2 separate regions of the Mus musculus genome follow, and region 1 is linked to region 2. The links are chromatin contacts, called in public HiCAR-type maps. All regions are on one chromosome and are shown on one strand. The core of a region is the stretch at or near the end of the contact, and the rest is flanking DNA. Distances in the headings are between cores, read along the strand shown. Region 1 holds the start of Tmem106b (transmembrane protein 106B). Region 2 overlaps Phf14 (PHD finger protein 14).

Region 1 (7,222 bases), core at 2,911-5,410, 1.1 Mb before region 2:
TTCTACATCCCTACTGGAGAAGCTCCCTGTGCCCTCTGCAGGGCACTGTTCTGCACTTATGCACTCTGTACCATCTATTTGCTCCCATAAGTACCCATCTCCTCTGTTACCAGGACGCTCTCTATGGATCACTTCTGTCAGCATGCATACATCTGGTATTCATCCATCTTACAAGAGATCACCTCTCACCCTCATGTCCTAGAGCAAAATGCACAAAATGCCTTTCTCCCTATAAGATGTTCCATTACTCACACCTTTTGAGCATGTAAGAGCTCATAAAAGGATTTTTTTGTTTGTTTGTTTGTTTCACTATGACACTGTCTACACATGTTCTTGCAACTACTCAAAGTACTCTTTTTTTTAATTCTTCTTTTTTTTTTAAAGATTTATTTATTATTATATCTAAGTACACTGGAGCTGTCTTCAGACACATCAGAAGAGGGCGTCAGATCTTATTAAGGATGGTTGTGAGCCACCATGTGGTTGCTGGGATTTGAACTCATGACCTTTGGAAGAGCAGTCAGTGCTCTTACCCACTGAGCCATCTCTCCAGCCCCTCTAAGTACTCTTAAAGAGGCCATTGGGGAATGGCCTCCACATCACCAAACCAATGGGCACCCCTCAGTCCCCACACAACTTCATGTGTCATCAGCACTAGCAGTGGCTCTTCCTCTTTCTCTGTGCACCCTCTCTGCTTATCTTCTAGGACTCCACAATTAAGACTTCCGCCTCCCCACCGAGCTGCCCCCTCTTCTGCTCCTGTCCCTCCAACGCTGCCCTGTTCCAGAGTTCACAATGAAGTCACGCTACAGTCTCTTCCTTGTCTTCTACCCAAATTGCTGAGCAGAACTTTCCTGTCTTAAGTTCCACTTCAAGTGCCACCATACATGGGTGACAGAAGCTAAGATATGCTCTCGAATTCAGACCCTTACAACTTGCCTATTAGAAACTCACTTTGATGGAAACCAACATCCTCAAACACATGTCTGAAACTGAGTTCTTCATCTCACTTCTGGCATGTGCACTCAATTTTTTATGCCTATTTTAATAAGTGGTTAGTTTATTCTTTAAATTGTTGGATAGAAAAACAAACAACAACAACCTCTTTGCAGTGCTCCTTGATTATCTACTTGCCACAATCCCCGCCCAGGCCACCAAAAAGCCTCCTGGCCACACCTCAAACACATGGCTAGATGGACAGAAATCCTATTCCCACCCTTCCACGTTGGTGTATTAATTTCTTCAACTATTCTTAAGCAGCTCCTACCCCCAGAAAGATAAAACCACCATTCAGTAGCCTATGCAACAAACCCCACTTAACCCAAGGCACTTTCTAGAGACTCGAGTTTCCCATGCAGTCACTTTGTCCTTCTTTAGGGTCTCTCCAGGGTCACCTATTGACTTCTACCAATTACAGAAGGAGAGGAGTACAACATAACCTCACTATTTTTCCTTTCTGTGAGAGCAATTCTAGCGCCCGACAAATAGCAGGGATAGGACTCTTCCTCCTGTCTTCTCCATGGCAAACCTCAGGCTCATTTTCCCCTCTTGCTTTTCTTCATACACTATAGATTTTCTTTTAGAAATATTGAGGTGGAAGCAACTTATTGTTTAGATAATGAGTTACTGAACAACTTAGCTGCTAACATCCACTGTGGCAAAATGACTGTGATATGGCTTCCAATGACATAAAAATGACTAAAATCCTCAGGGGTGCATAGGTGCATAGGAGCTATAACAGCAGACAAGCAAGACAAAAAAAAGTTATATGTGCTTAAGTCACTTCTATTACTGCTTTAGGAATGGTACTAATTGTTTGCTTTTGTGTTTCTGACTAAACAAAACTGGTAAACTTTGAATCTCTGAAAATAGAAGTGCTTAAGACTATAGATTTTACATTGTTTGAGCAAATGTTTGGAATCCTTTAAGAGGACAGCCAATGCTACAACACGTACCCCTAGGAATTCTTCCTGTTCCTTGGCAAGTGGGACAAGTGACACTATCTCTTCCAGTAAATTCCACATATGGGAACTGAGAGACATCTCCATTTCTTCCGTCTTCGTTGTGCACTTCACTGCTAACCAATCCATTTCTCATATTGTCTGTCGATGTAACGCCATCATAGCCATCTTCTTTATTTGAATGCAAAGGTAAGTGAGAAAGAGACTTTCCCATGTCTAATGAAAAAGAAAAATCTGACAGTAAATTCCATGTGGAAAAAAAGAGTCTCAGACCCTATGGGATATATTTACAGGGTTAGGCAAATGCAAATTACTTGTAGGATTAAAATTATGTTCAACCAAAGTAATGTCTGATACAAGGAAACCATTTGTAGCATTCAGAAAGTACTTTTCTAACAGAACATTATGAAACCAAATCCTGTAAGACTTGTAATGTGAACAATGTTTAAAATGGTAACAGTTGGCAAAAGTTTACAGTGTCAATGGAGATGCTAGGCTTTCTTAGCATGTTCAAAACAGAAATATGGTTTTAGTTTTTTGTAGAGAAAAACATATTTTAACTATAAACCAGTTGGCACTGCAGGTGAACTTGTTGGCCTGTTACAACAGATATGTATATCACCAGCTAACTTCAAAGTGACTCATTTCACTCACTTAAATTCATACTCCTTTAGTTGTCAATAAAACCCTAGAAGTACATGACTGAAAAGAACATGAAAAGCCACATAATACAACATGCCGGTTTTCTGAGAGACAAAATAATAGAAAAAGCAAACAAAAATTTTAAATGGTACAATTCCATTCTCCCTGCGGTTATCCATCACTTATCAGATTCAAAATACGAACTACACAATCACAGATACTACTTTTAATTTAATATTTTTCATTAAAAAATAAAATGATACTAAGTGATTCAGGTCACCCCAGATGAAGGAAATTCATATCTGCTTTTCAAAATCTGAATGCTACTTGTTGAATTCACTCACTGTGTAGACAGCAATATTAAATTTAAAAACTTGAGTCATATAGAAAAGGAGTAAAAAAAAATGAATAAATATACTTTCAGAAGTTCTGTGTACACACTGTGTACCATAGCTCAGAAATATCAGTGATTGTGACTTACACACACACAGTATCTTACTGTGGCTCAATGACAGCGAGTCAGAGCCAAGCCAACACTTGGCAGCCACAGGTGCACAGGGGTGAATTGTAATCAGTACCGGCTCCTTACACTGTGACCTTGGAAGCTTTGGAGTACACAGGGTGGTTTAGAATCAGCTGACACTAGACAACACGTGGTGTCATCACAGGGGTGAAAACTGTGTCCCACAAATGGGAGCCTTTATGGCAAAAGGCTAGGGACAGCTAAGTGGTTCTGGTCTCCGCTGGCTGCCTTACTCAGACCCACAGTAACCTTGACATATTCTGCTGAAGGTGGGTTTGGGTACACACCAGATTAAGCAGTCACTTGAATCCTAGCCTTCTTGCTTAGCTTTTCTTGAGGCTATTGACAAGTGTAACCCCTGTCATTTTGGAAACTTACTTGAGGTTTTTAAAGGGAGTGGTAGATCCCCTTCGTCTCCTCCCCGGGCTCTCAATGTTTATACCGCGGTCTTGTGAACTCAACACGGTTCTCAGATGCTCTAGAAACTGGGAAAAAGATAAATTCAGCAGCGCATGCAACTGAGATGTGTCACCTGTTTGTGTGCAGACCTGGGGTTAGTTCTGAGGGGCTCAAGGGAGACGGAAACGAGCGCTTTTCAAAGGGCATCACAGGCAAACAAACCCCCGGAAGAAATCAACATCCGAGTCACCTTGCAACTACAACTGTCAAGCCCCAGAGCTACTCGGCCGCTCAGATCAAGGGCCCTGGCGCCGCCCGAGCCACCCCGGGAGCGAAGCCAAGGCCCCCGCGGTGACAACCCCGCACCCGGCTCGCCGCGGCCTCCCTCACCGCTCGGGCAGGGGACGTGGGCCCCACGGCCCGGGTCGCTCACCCGCACGCGGAGTGCTGCGCGGTCCCGGGATGCTCCGGTGCGTGCGGGCCGCAGGACAGGGTCACAGCGTCCCGGTCCCGGGGCCGGGCCGAGCGCCGGTAGAGTGCAGCCGGGAGAGCTGCGGGGGAGGGGTAGCACAACAACTGCATCAGCTGAGCTCCGTACCGGGAGAGCCTGCGCGTGCGCTTGCGCAGTTCGCCCCAGGAAGGAGGGGCTAGGCCCTGGAATGGACACTACGCATGCGCACTGTCACCGGTTTGAAGGGAAGTTGCCAGGGTGAAAGCTTCTGGTTTTGTCACCTGTCTCTTCTCTAGACTGGAAAGTTTCAAAATAGTACTAATTGCGCCTGGCTTACGAATAATCGGTTTTCCCTTTTCCCCTCCACCAGGCTGATTCCTTTTGTAAAGGGGAGGAATGTGCACCGTCGCAATTTTGAGCGATCGTGTTCTCAAGTCTAGATTTGCAGACACAAAACTTCCTTCCTGGGGTTAGAATGAGCCGGTTGGTGCACATTTCTGGCAGAGTTGCAGGCCAGAATTTTGTTATTGAGTTTTCATTTAGAAATTAATGTCACCGGGAAGACGCACCCCCGCCCCCGCCTTGGTTTAATCTTGTTTTGATTTTGTACTTAAATTCACATTATTCAGTGCATGCAATAAGAGTTGTACCCCAAAGCTCATGACCAAGTGAGTTGTTAAAGGAGTGTCCCAATCCATGCACCTCATTGTCCAGTCATAATTTACAGTGAGTTGAGGCTACAGTGGCTCATTTTAGTGGCTCGCCAGTGTTATAGTCAAAGGTTGTTATGACCTCTTTTCTGTCTTCCTGATAATCAAGATGTATTAAGTGGCTCATAAGATTCCTGGATGGGATTATAATAAGATAAAATTGAAAGCAAGAACAGATGCGGTTGCTAAAGGAGTTTAATAGCTTCCCTATAAATGGGGTTTCTGGTGAAATTCCTAGAAAATTAACAGAGTTATAACTGGGAAGTAAGCATCTCTTAATTGTGTTTTTTTTTTTTTTTCTTTTTCTTTTTTTTTTTTTTTTTTTTCCTTCTCTACTGGAAAAAAGCAACTGCACTGGGCGAGGAGCTCCCAATTTTGTCCCGCTCTTCTAAACTGCCTTGTATGTATTTGGAAAGTATTTTGATTTATGACCATCTTCTATGTATATAAAAGTTTCATGAAATTGTTATCACATTGGGACATTGGTATTTGGAATAGCCCAAGTCTTTGTTTTCAGGTCATGGTTCCTCATATTGGCTTTAGAATAAACTCTTTGTCCTTTTGAGGTGAGAGCTGTGTATTTTCCATCTACATAAGCAGGATGTTTTAAGACTATTTAAAACATTCACCTCCTTAGGTCCGGCAATTTCACTCTGTGAGATTCATCCTAAATTATAATGAGAATTCTAAAGTAAAGTTGTGTGCAGTGTGTAACCAGTTTCTTAGGATTTCAATAGAGTTAACAATAGCTTCGAAGTAGACCATGGCAACTCTTATAAAGAATACATTTATTTGGGGTTGGCTTACAGTTTCAGAGGTTTAGCCCGTTATGCTCCTGGCAGGAAACATGGCAGCAACCAGGCAGACATGATACTGGAGGAGCTTAGAGTTCGACATCAGAGACAGCAGGGAAGTGAATTAGCTCCTTAGACCCCAAGGCCCTCTCCCTAGTCAGCACCTCCTCCATTTAAGCCACACCCTCCCTAATAGTGCTACTCCCTTTGGGCCAATCCTTCACACTCAGGGTCCAGAGGCTGTTCCTATTCAAACCACTGCAAGGAAACTAAATACACATAAACTAAATACCTGATTAAGTCACACCAGCAGTGCACTTGATAAAATGATTGCTTTTGAGATGTGGTTCCTTGGGTTGCACACTAGTTGCCCTAAAACTTGCTGTGAGAACAGCCTTCCTTCCCTTCAATAAGATCCAATATGAAGCCCACTTGATGTGTATTAAAAGGCATTTAAACATAGAGTTTAAGCATAGACTTAAATAGAAATGAAAGGGACTCAGAGAATGTATAAATCTCATCTGAGAACATGGCTGTGGGCTCCTCAAGAGAGAATCACACTTCATTGTCTTTATAGTAGCCACACATACATTTTGGGGTGGGTTTTCAGTAATCTTTAAAGGTTCATTAAGGAACGTAAATGGGATTAGAGCTCCTGTGGAGTCTTGAATAGGATTACAACTCACAATGTAAAGCGACCTAGGGGTGCAGAAAGTTAAGATAAAAGTTTACCAAAAAAAAAAAAAAAAAAAAAAAAAAAAAAAAAAGACACGTTTGTGAAAGCTTCTTAAAATATCAAGGACTGAGAACATACATGATGTCTTATGCACTCTTTCTATTGGGTGTTTTGTTTTTGTTGTTATTTTTACAGTTTTAAAATGAGTATTGTTTCTATGTCTGCAACATCACAGTAAGTGTTAATTATGCTGGAATCCTTAACTCTCAACTGAAGACAGACTCCAACTAGCCTCCAGAGTAAGGGTCTTTTCCCCCACCTCCATAATTACACCTGTCTTTCTATATTATTTTTCTATAGTGCCTCAGTTACATGCTCATACACTGTGATGGTTTTATTATGCTATGTTTAGGTATGGCCCCCATAGATTCATATGTTTGGACAAGCCTATGGGGGCCAGGAAGCAGAATGTGATGGTGTGTATATGCTCTGCCCAAGGAGTGGCACGATTAGAAGGTATGGCCCTGTTGGAGCTTGTTTTAAAAGGTTGTAAGTATAGCAGCTGTTAGTGTTGGCATTTTGTCAGGCTCTGCCCCGCAGTTACCTGTTGCCAGGTGTGCCTGACTCTATAAAAGGGGCTGCTTGTCCCCTCCTCTCTCTCTCTCTCTTGCCTTCTTGCTCTAGCTCTGCCCATTGGCCTTTACACAGGCTCCGCATTCCCCTTCCCCTCTCTCTGCAAGTGGTCACAGCCTCTACTCTTGTTCTCTCTCTCTCTCTCTCTCTCTCTCTCTCTCTCTCTCTCTCTCTCTCTCTCTCTCTCTCTTTCTCTCTCTCTTCCCCTACCTTTTTCTGTCTCAACTCCCCTCCCCATGCCCTGAATACATTGCATGGCTGGTCCCTCCAGGGGAAGCAATACCTCAGCATGGCCCTGCAGAGGCACCTCCTTCCCCCACACCTACCTTACCTCCACCAAACATATTCCTTCTCTTTATATTTTTATAAAACACAACAATTAGATATTATTGTGACAAAGTTTTTATCCACAAACAGTAAAGTATTTTAAAGA
Region 2 (7,634 bases), core at 3,790-6,289:
GAATTGCACCTACCATATATGGATGAGACTGGCCCATTGTCTTTATTGATGATTGGTGTGGGCTGTAGCTCAGCCTGCTACATAAAACAGTCTAATGAAGCCATGAGGAGCAAGCCAGTAAGCAGACCTTCCCCACGGCCTCGCTCTGCATTATCTCTGCATTAGCTCCTGACTGCACGCTGCTACCTTGATTTCCCTCAGTGACTGACTGTGCTATGGAACTGTGAGGTGAGATAAACCCTTTCCTTCCTAACCTGGCCGTGGTCACAGTGTCTTCATCACAGCAATAAACACACATCTAAGACAAGCTGAGAGAAGAAACATGGGTACTGCCTTAGAAATGCAGACAAAATGGGCAGGAACACACTCAAGTCAATTGAATTTAGATTTAATTGTGCTTATTTCATAGACAATTTGGGGGAAAATCAGACTATTTTGTTTGTTTATATACTATTTGTAATTATTTTTAGGGTGCTTGGATTGAATCTGGGGTCTTGAACAAGCTGGGCTAGAGATTGACCAATAAGATATATCCCCATTTAATGGGATTATCAACCCATTTAATTGAGTCTCTGTCCTGTGCACAAAACTCTTCAAGCAACACTGGTGACCATTTGCAAGGCATCAGTGGGACCAAAGAAAAATAGCATGTTCTATTATAAGAGAATTCTGATTATTGTTATTTTCTTTATTATCTGAACATTAATTAAAAAGATCCATTTTACCCTATTGTCCATTAACAGAAATCATTTAAACATAAATATAAAGGAAAAAACCTTGTGTCATAAGTGTTTATTCATTCATTAGATTAGTAAGTATTTAAAAGCACTTCATTTTAATAAAGACAGAAAGAGTCCCTTGAAAATATTTCGTCATCCCTGACATTGTCCTTTCTAGAACTTCATTATTCAGTCATTTTCTCAACTTCATAATGTCATACTAGGTTTGACTCTATTAACTCACATAAAAATAGAGAATACTTGCAACAGTGTTTCACTGATAATTTACAATTACATACTGCAAGTCATCAGTTTAGGAATATAAATAGAGCAGAAGGTATATTCTTTTAGGTTTGAGTAAAATATTCTGTAACTAGCCTTAGGTCCGACTGGGGTATAATATCTGTTACCTTCTCTGTCAAGTTTTTGTCTGGATGACCTATCTATTGATGAGAAAAGGGTATTGAAGACTACTACTATCAGGATGTAAGGGTCTATATGTGATTTAAGCTGTAGTAATGTTTCTTTTACAAACTTGGATACCCTTGTGTTTGAGGCAGAGATGTTAAGAACTGAAATGTCATCTTCATGGATTTTTTTTTTTTTTGATAAGTATGAAATGTTTCTTCCCCAAATCTTTTGATTAGTTTTACTTTGAAGTCTCTTTGGTTAGATATTGAATAGCTATACCAGATTGCTATTCAGGTGTATCTTATTATATTTTGGTATATCTTGCTCCGTGGTAGAGTCTATTTGAATGTTGAGGTGTGTTTTTAGATGCAGCAGAAAGATGGATCCTGTTTCCATACCCATTCAGTTAGTCTGTCTCATTTTATTGGTGAATGGAGACCACTGATATTGAGAAATATCAATGACCAAAGACTGTTGACTCCTGTTCCTGCTATTTTGTAGTACATATTTGTTATGAGTAAAATCACATGAACATTGCAGTAGATGCAGGAAAGGCCTTTGACCAAGTTCAACACTCCTTCATAATAAAAGTCCTGGAGCAATTAGGGATACAAACCTCCACATAATAATGGCAACTTGCAGCAAGCCTATAGACAACATCAAATTAAATGGAGAGAAACTCAAAGCAATTCCACTATAATTGGAAACAAGACAAGCTTTGTCCACTCTGTCCAAATCTATTCAAGAGTGCCTGAAGTCTTAGCTAGATCAGTTAGACAACTAAAGGAGATCAAGGAGATACAAATCGGAAAGAAAGAAGTCAAAGTATCATTATTTTCAGATGATATGTTAGTATATATAAGTGACTGTAAAAGTGATAGCTGGGAACTCCTAAAGCCAATAAACACTTTCAGCAAAGTAGTTTAATACAAGGTTAACTCAAAAAAAAAAAAAAATTCAGTAGCCCTACTATATAAAGAAATAACACCTTTCACAATAGACTCAAATAATATATCTTGGAGTAACTCTAAACAAACAAGTAAAAGACTTGTGACAAAAACTTCAAGTATTTGAAAAAGAAATCAGAGCAATAGTTGCACCAGTTTGGGAGATGTCAAGAGGGAAAAAAGAAAGTCACTGTTAAAGCATGGGATTTGAGGGGTTGATGTACAGACTGTCTGATGTTCTAAATAAACATAAACAAAGTTGGGTATTACATGAGACTTTATAGTCCACCTCATTACTAGCCTTCATTCCCCAAATTCCACTACCTTTAAGCAGTAAGCAGTGGTACACATCGGTAATCCCAGAACTTGAGACTTAAAGCAGGATACTCAAAAAGTTCGATTTCTTGCCTACATAATAAGTTTGAGCGCAGCCTGGGCTATGGGAAACCCTGTCACAGAAGTTAAAAGGGAAGTTCAACAGTGACTATTTGATAATAAAAATCGTATTTACATCTTAAAATAATATTTATATGACTTAAATAGGCAAGATTCTTAAAAATATAACTATCAAATTTATATAGGTAAAAGTCTTTAGAGCAGACATAATGATAGTTACTTTGGGTATAAATTTAGTATCAAAACGTTATAACAAATTTCACTGCACATTCTAAATTAGAAGTACTTTCTCTCAAATACTCATTTAAAGTTAATTAGGATTACAATCTAGAGAAACTCATGTACAAGCAACCTTGAAAATCTTTTCCCTCAAGTTTAAAGGTTAAAAAGAATTGTAAAAATCAACTGGATGAATGTATATCCTCAAAATGTAATGAGTTAATTTGCTGTATTGTGGCTTTCATATCCTTCCACCAGCCAATCTGAGAACAACCACAACAAAAAGCACTGTAAGCAGAAGAGCTGATTGTGTGAGAGCTTTAGGTTTTCAGCTACTCTGACACCGGATTTCATAGTAGTTGAATTAATTTTCATTCCTATCATGTATCTCTCCACTTTGAGGTTAAATATTACCTAATTGAACTGAAATAAATTAGGCTTTCCTTGCCAACTTGTCTAATGAGAGGAATCCCTTTGTAAAGCTTCTATCACTAAAGAGAAGAGGACATCGACAGGCCTAAAATAAACATATTATCCATGACAAGATACCAGAGTTATTTAGTTTTTTATTCACTTATCCTTTCTATTAATTATTATAAAGGAATGAGGAATGAGAAACTTCACTAATTATTACATGGAAAGGGTGATAAAGATCCATCTGGATCTCCAGAAAGGCAAAAGAGCTAAATAACCTTCTAGGTTCACCACTTTGATGTACAATAAAGATGACTTCTAGGCACACAGTAAACCTTCAAGCCACTGCTGTACACATACATGTATATAAAACCACCAGCAATTTACTTAATCACTTAATGTCTTACATAATAAGCACAGCTTGGAAGTATGGGTAAGAATATCATCATCCCAGAAAGCAAGAAAAACAGCAGAATGTCCGGGAATCGGGAAGCCACTGTCTAGGGGACCCCTCCTGTGCTAAGCAAGCACTTACTACTTCCTAGGAGTTTTTCCAAACTTGCTTTTACCCCTATATCTTATCCACTCTCTAGTGCTTTTCAGGCTGAGATATCCACAATCAAGGTATTGGCTTGGTATTTCATGGTAAGATATTAACTGACAATTTCTTTAATGTTCAACAAAGCTCCTTTCAAAAAAAGACAACATTCTTGATATCCACATACCGAGCTACTCCTCCTGTGCCACTGAATGACCCATTTGCTGAACTAGCAGAATGTGGTAGTGATTAAGCTGCTACAAGCATATATGGTCTAAGCATGAAGAAGTATCTAGAATCATTACCAGTACTTCTGCTTGGAAAGTCAGCATAATAGAATAAAAGAACAGGCCCAAGAGCCATGAGATTGAGTTTGAAGCAACCATATAGGTCTTGGGAATTAAACCAAGGTCCTCTGCAAGAGCAGCTAGCACTCCTGACCACTTAGCTAACTCTCCAGTCCCCTTCTTTTCTTCGTTAATATCAGCTTTTTCAAAGTTAACATTGAAACATTCTCTTAACTTTGACAATATTTCACTATGGATAACAGGAACCTCTACCGGCCCAAGTGACATGCCTCATCTGCCATGGCCACACCTCCTTAGCCTTCTCAAACATTCACTGACTAGAAATACAGTACTCAAATGCCCAAGACTTATGAGGAACATCTTATTCATAACTACTACATTCCATTCTTAGACCCACATAGTCTCATGGCTATATCATAAAACAAACAAAAAATGCACTCTGTCCAACTTTGAAAGTCCCCATGGTATTCCTTGAACTGGTTCAGCCTGTGGGGAAGTCAAACAGTCCTCTGAGGGGGAGTGAGGATGATTACAGGAAAGATAGAACATGCAAGACGAAGTTATGGGAGGTCTGCTTGGTTAATACCATACTAGCAGCAAGTGTATTTCTCATAGCTTTCTTATACTATAGTATCATGGGAAGCAAAACCACAAGCTAACAGAAACAATTTTGGTAAAATGTACACAGACATTTGTTCGCATTCCAGAAACGTCTCTGTTCCTTCCACCAAGGTCAATAGAATCGTCAGCCCCGAGCCTTGAGCCTGCAGCTCCTCTTATCCCTCTATGCCTCAGCAGGCCAGGAAATCTGCCAACAGGCCCTGTCCTGCCTGGGAGGCAGAATTTTTCTTTCTTTTTTTTTTTCCTCTGCTTCAAAAAAGCAGCAAATGGGTCCTGACACTTCCTGAGCCACAACACTGGTTAAAAGCCCATAGTCCAAATTCTTTCCTACAGCTTAAGGCATTCTCTTAACTGTAACTTTCTATAAAAATCAAAATACAAACTGTAAGTTTCCAACGTATAATGGTGCAGAATATGCTCGGTCATGCCAAGAGGGAGTTACAAGGCCACAGTGAGGAAGGATTGGCCCCAAGAAAGACTGGTACCCAGAAGAGCAAACTTCAAGTCGTGCAGTTCCTTTGTCCAATGTCGGAGGGCTCAGCTGGCTCTCCTCTTCTATGCTGGCTGCCTGTAAGATAAATCTCTCTCTTGGGCTGGTTTGCTTCCTGTTTGTAGCTCTCCATAGCTGATATCCATGACTCTAGCACGTCTCATTGCTGAGACCTCACTTCTCAAAACAGCCAAACAGGAGGGAGAGAGGAACACTGAGAGTGCCTTCTGCTCTTGTCCTTAGAAACTGCCTGGCTAAATTGAAGAGTAATGGTCTAAGTTCTTTGGCAGAAGAGATTTAAGGACAGACTAGTATTGAGGTGTCACATGACTATCAGTAATCACTCTTAGGCAGGTCTACAATAAAAAACAGAAAATGGGCAAAAAGAAATACAAAATGAATAGTTTGAAGAGAAAAAAAAACATAAAAGCCAAGGTATTTGAAACTTCAAAGCCTGTCCTCCTTACATCCTATGACACAGCAAGACCACACCTCTTAATCGTTCCCAAATAGTTCTACCAACTGAGGACCATGTATTTAAACATATGAGCACACCGGGGCTATTCTCAGTGAAACCATCACAGTAATGTCTAACAAACACTATTCAGAGGGCACTGGGGAAAACAACATTTTGGTAACACAGAATAGCATCAAAGGGGAAGGAGCTCAGACCAGGTGTGGCGGTGGCATACGCCTGTAATCTTGCACTTGGGAGAAACAGACAGGTAGATACATAGGGGAGCACCCTCATAGAAGCAGGGGGAAGAGACATGTGGTCAGGGATTTGTAGATGGGAAACCAGGAAACGGAATAACATTTGAAATGTAAATAAAAATTTTTTTTTTCAGGTGACCAAAGAGAAAGAGTTTGGCTCCTCAATTCACAAAGACTCAAACTTGACAAAGGAAATGCTGTTCACGAGCACACAGCACACAGGTTTGCAACACAAAGGGAAAGGTTAGGACTGAGATAAAGCAGAGATGAAAGGCAACCTCGACAGGTAAACTTGCTGAGGGAGGCTTCAGGAATGTTGTGTGTTTTAGTGGAGCATTGATTAGGCTGGTGATCAGTATTAGGCTTTTACCTGAACCTACAAACTAGATTTTCAGTTAAATATAATACGCTATATAACATAGAAAACTGATTTCATAGAAATACTTAAGAGCAATATGAACACTTGATTGACTTCAAAGTGTATGTTTATGCTATAAACCTTTTATCTGCGTAAAGTTTTTACATTGGGATGTCACTGAGACCAATAAATGAAGAATAAATACCGTGTTTCTTATTGGAATCTTCTTGGGTTCTGGTGGGACATCCTGTGGCACAAACTTCACTGGCTCCTTAATCTGTCTCCTTGATCGTTTTGTTCCATCTGGTAAGGTTTCCATGGCCATCTCTGCTTCCATGTCGCTGCTCCCTGCCTGGTCACACTCTGAGCATTGCCTGAATAAATTTTTATGAAAAATTAAGGTTATAGATCTCTTATCTTCTGATTTTAAGTATAATTCCTATAAATATAAAAAAGTATTCATACATGAATACGGACATACTCAAATACACACAGGTAGTGTGGTAATGACAAACAGAAAGATACCTCTACTCTTGTAAGAATGACTACCATGGCTATATTATAAAAAGCAATTCAGTGTATACACATATTACAAGAACATATGTAACAATGCTGTTGTGAACCAACACAAGTCACAGATCACTGACTAAGAAGGTATCTTTACTTTGGAAATGATGCCTTTCTTTTGAAGGTGACATATACTGAAAAGTTTCTTAGGGATATTCATTCTTTTACTCCTTTACCATACCTTTGCATTTTATTTAATGACAGTGTGTTGAATATACCATCTGGAGAAAACTCTACAAAAGATCTGCTGAGTTTTGGGGAAGATAGTCATTTTACTCAGTAGGCCAAGTAAATCCTTAATAAAATATAATTTAAAAGGATTAATAAGTAGTTTTCCAAAAGTCTGGTTTGTAGTATATTAAATTATTTTTATGATATTTACTTTATGCGCTGATATGTGTACTTTCAAATGTAACTTAAAATTCAAACATCTCTAAACATTTAACACTTAATTCATTCTATCAAATTTTTTATTTTTGATATATCAATACTATAGACTTAGATTAAGCTTACTTTTACTCTTTAATCTGAGATCTTTAATGAAGCAGAGATTGAAGGAATGGCAAACCAATGACTGGCCTAACCTGATACCCAAACCCATGGGAGAGAGCCAACTCCTGACAATATTGATACTCTGCCATGCTTGCAGACAGGAGCCTAGCGTAACTATCATATGAGAGGCTTCATCCAGCAGCTGATGGAAACAGATGCAGAGACCCACAGCCAAATATTAGGCGGAGCTCAGGGTGTCTTGGAAACTAGTGGGGGATAGGATTACTGGAGCTGGAAGAATCGAGGACCACCACATAAGAAGATCTACAGAGCCAACTATTCTGGGGCCACGAGGGCTCCCAGAGACTGAACCACCAACCTAACAGCACACACTATCTAGACTTAGGCCCCTACACATATATAGCACATGCGTAGCTTGG

What was found. HiCAR-type assays count read pairs that join an accessible place to other places.
Region 1: a contact with region 2 is called in a HiCAR-type map of astrocytes, with 4 times the contacts expected there. The contact joins the promoter of Tmem106b here to the enhancer-like site in region 2. A contact is called at or near these places in 6 of 39 promoter capture datasets (the 3T3-L1 cell line, hippocampal neurons, liver and 2 more) and 1 of 115 datasets of contacts at active chromatin or transcription factors (astrocytes).

What each region holds. Positions count from the first base shown.
Region 1 is chr6:13,066,697-13,073,918 of GRCm38.p6, reverse strand. It overlaps Tmem106b (transmembrane protein 106B), which reads right to left and starts at 4,160. Exons shown (of 9, transcript NM_027992.3): 1 at 3,959-4,160; 2 at 3,505-3,611; 3 at 1,956-2,177. The coding sequence starts at 2,175.
Region 2 is chr6:11,995,901-12,003,534 of GRCm38.p6, reverse strand. Phf14 (PHD finger protein 14) reads right to left here. Exons shown (of 18, transcript NM_001168382.2): 14 at 6,341-6,509. Among named protein-coding and RNA genes, the nearest start is that of Phf14, 74 kb to the right of the region's middle. Within about 2 kb of position 5,039, at least 18 of the 459 cell types and tissues checked have an H3K27ac peak or open chromatin away from gene starts, as enhancers often do. A contact at or near this core is called in astrocytes, where this site is marked.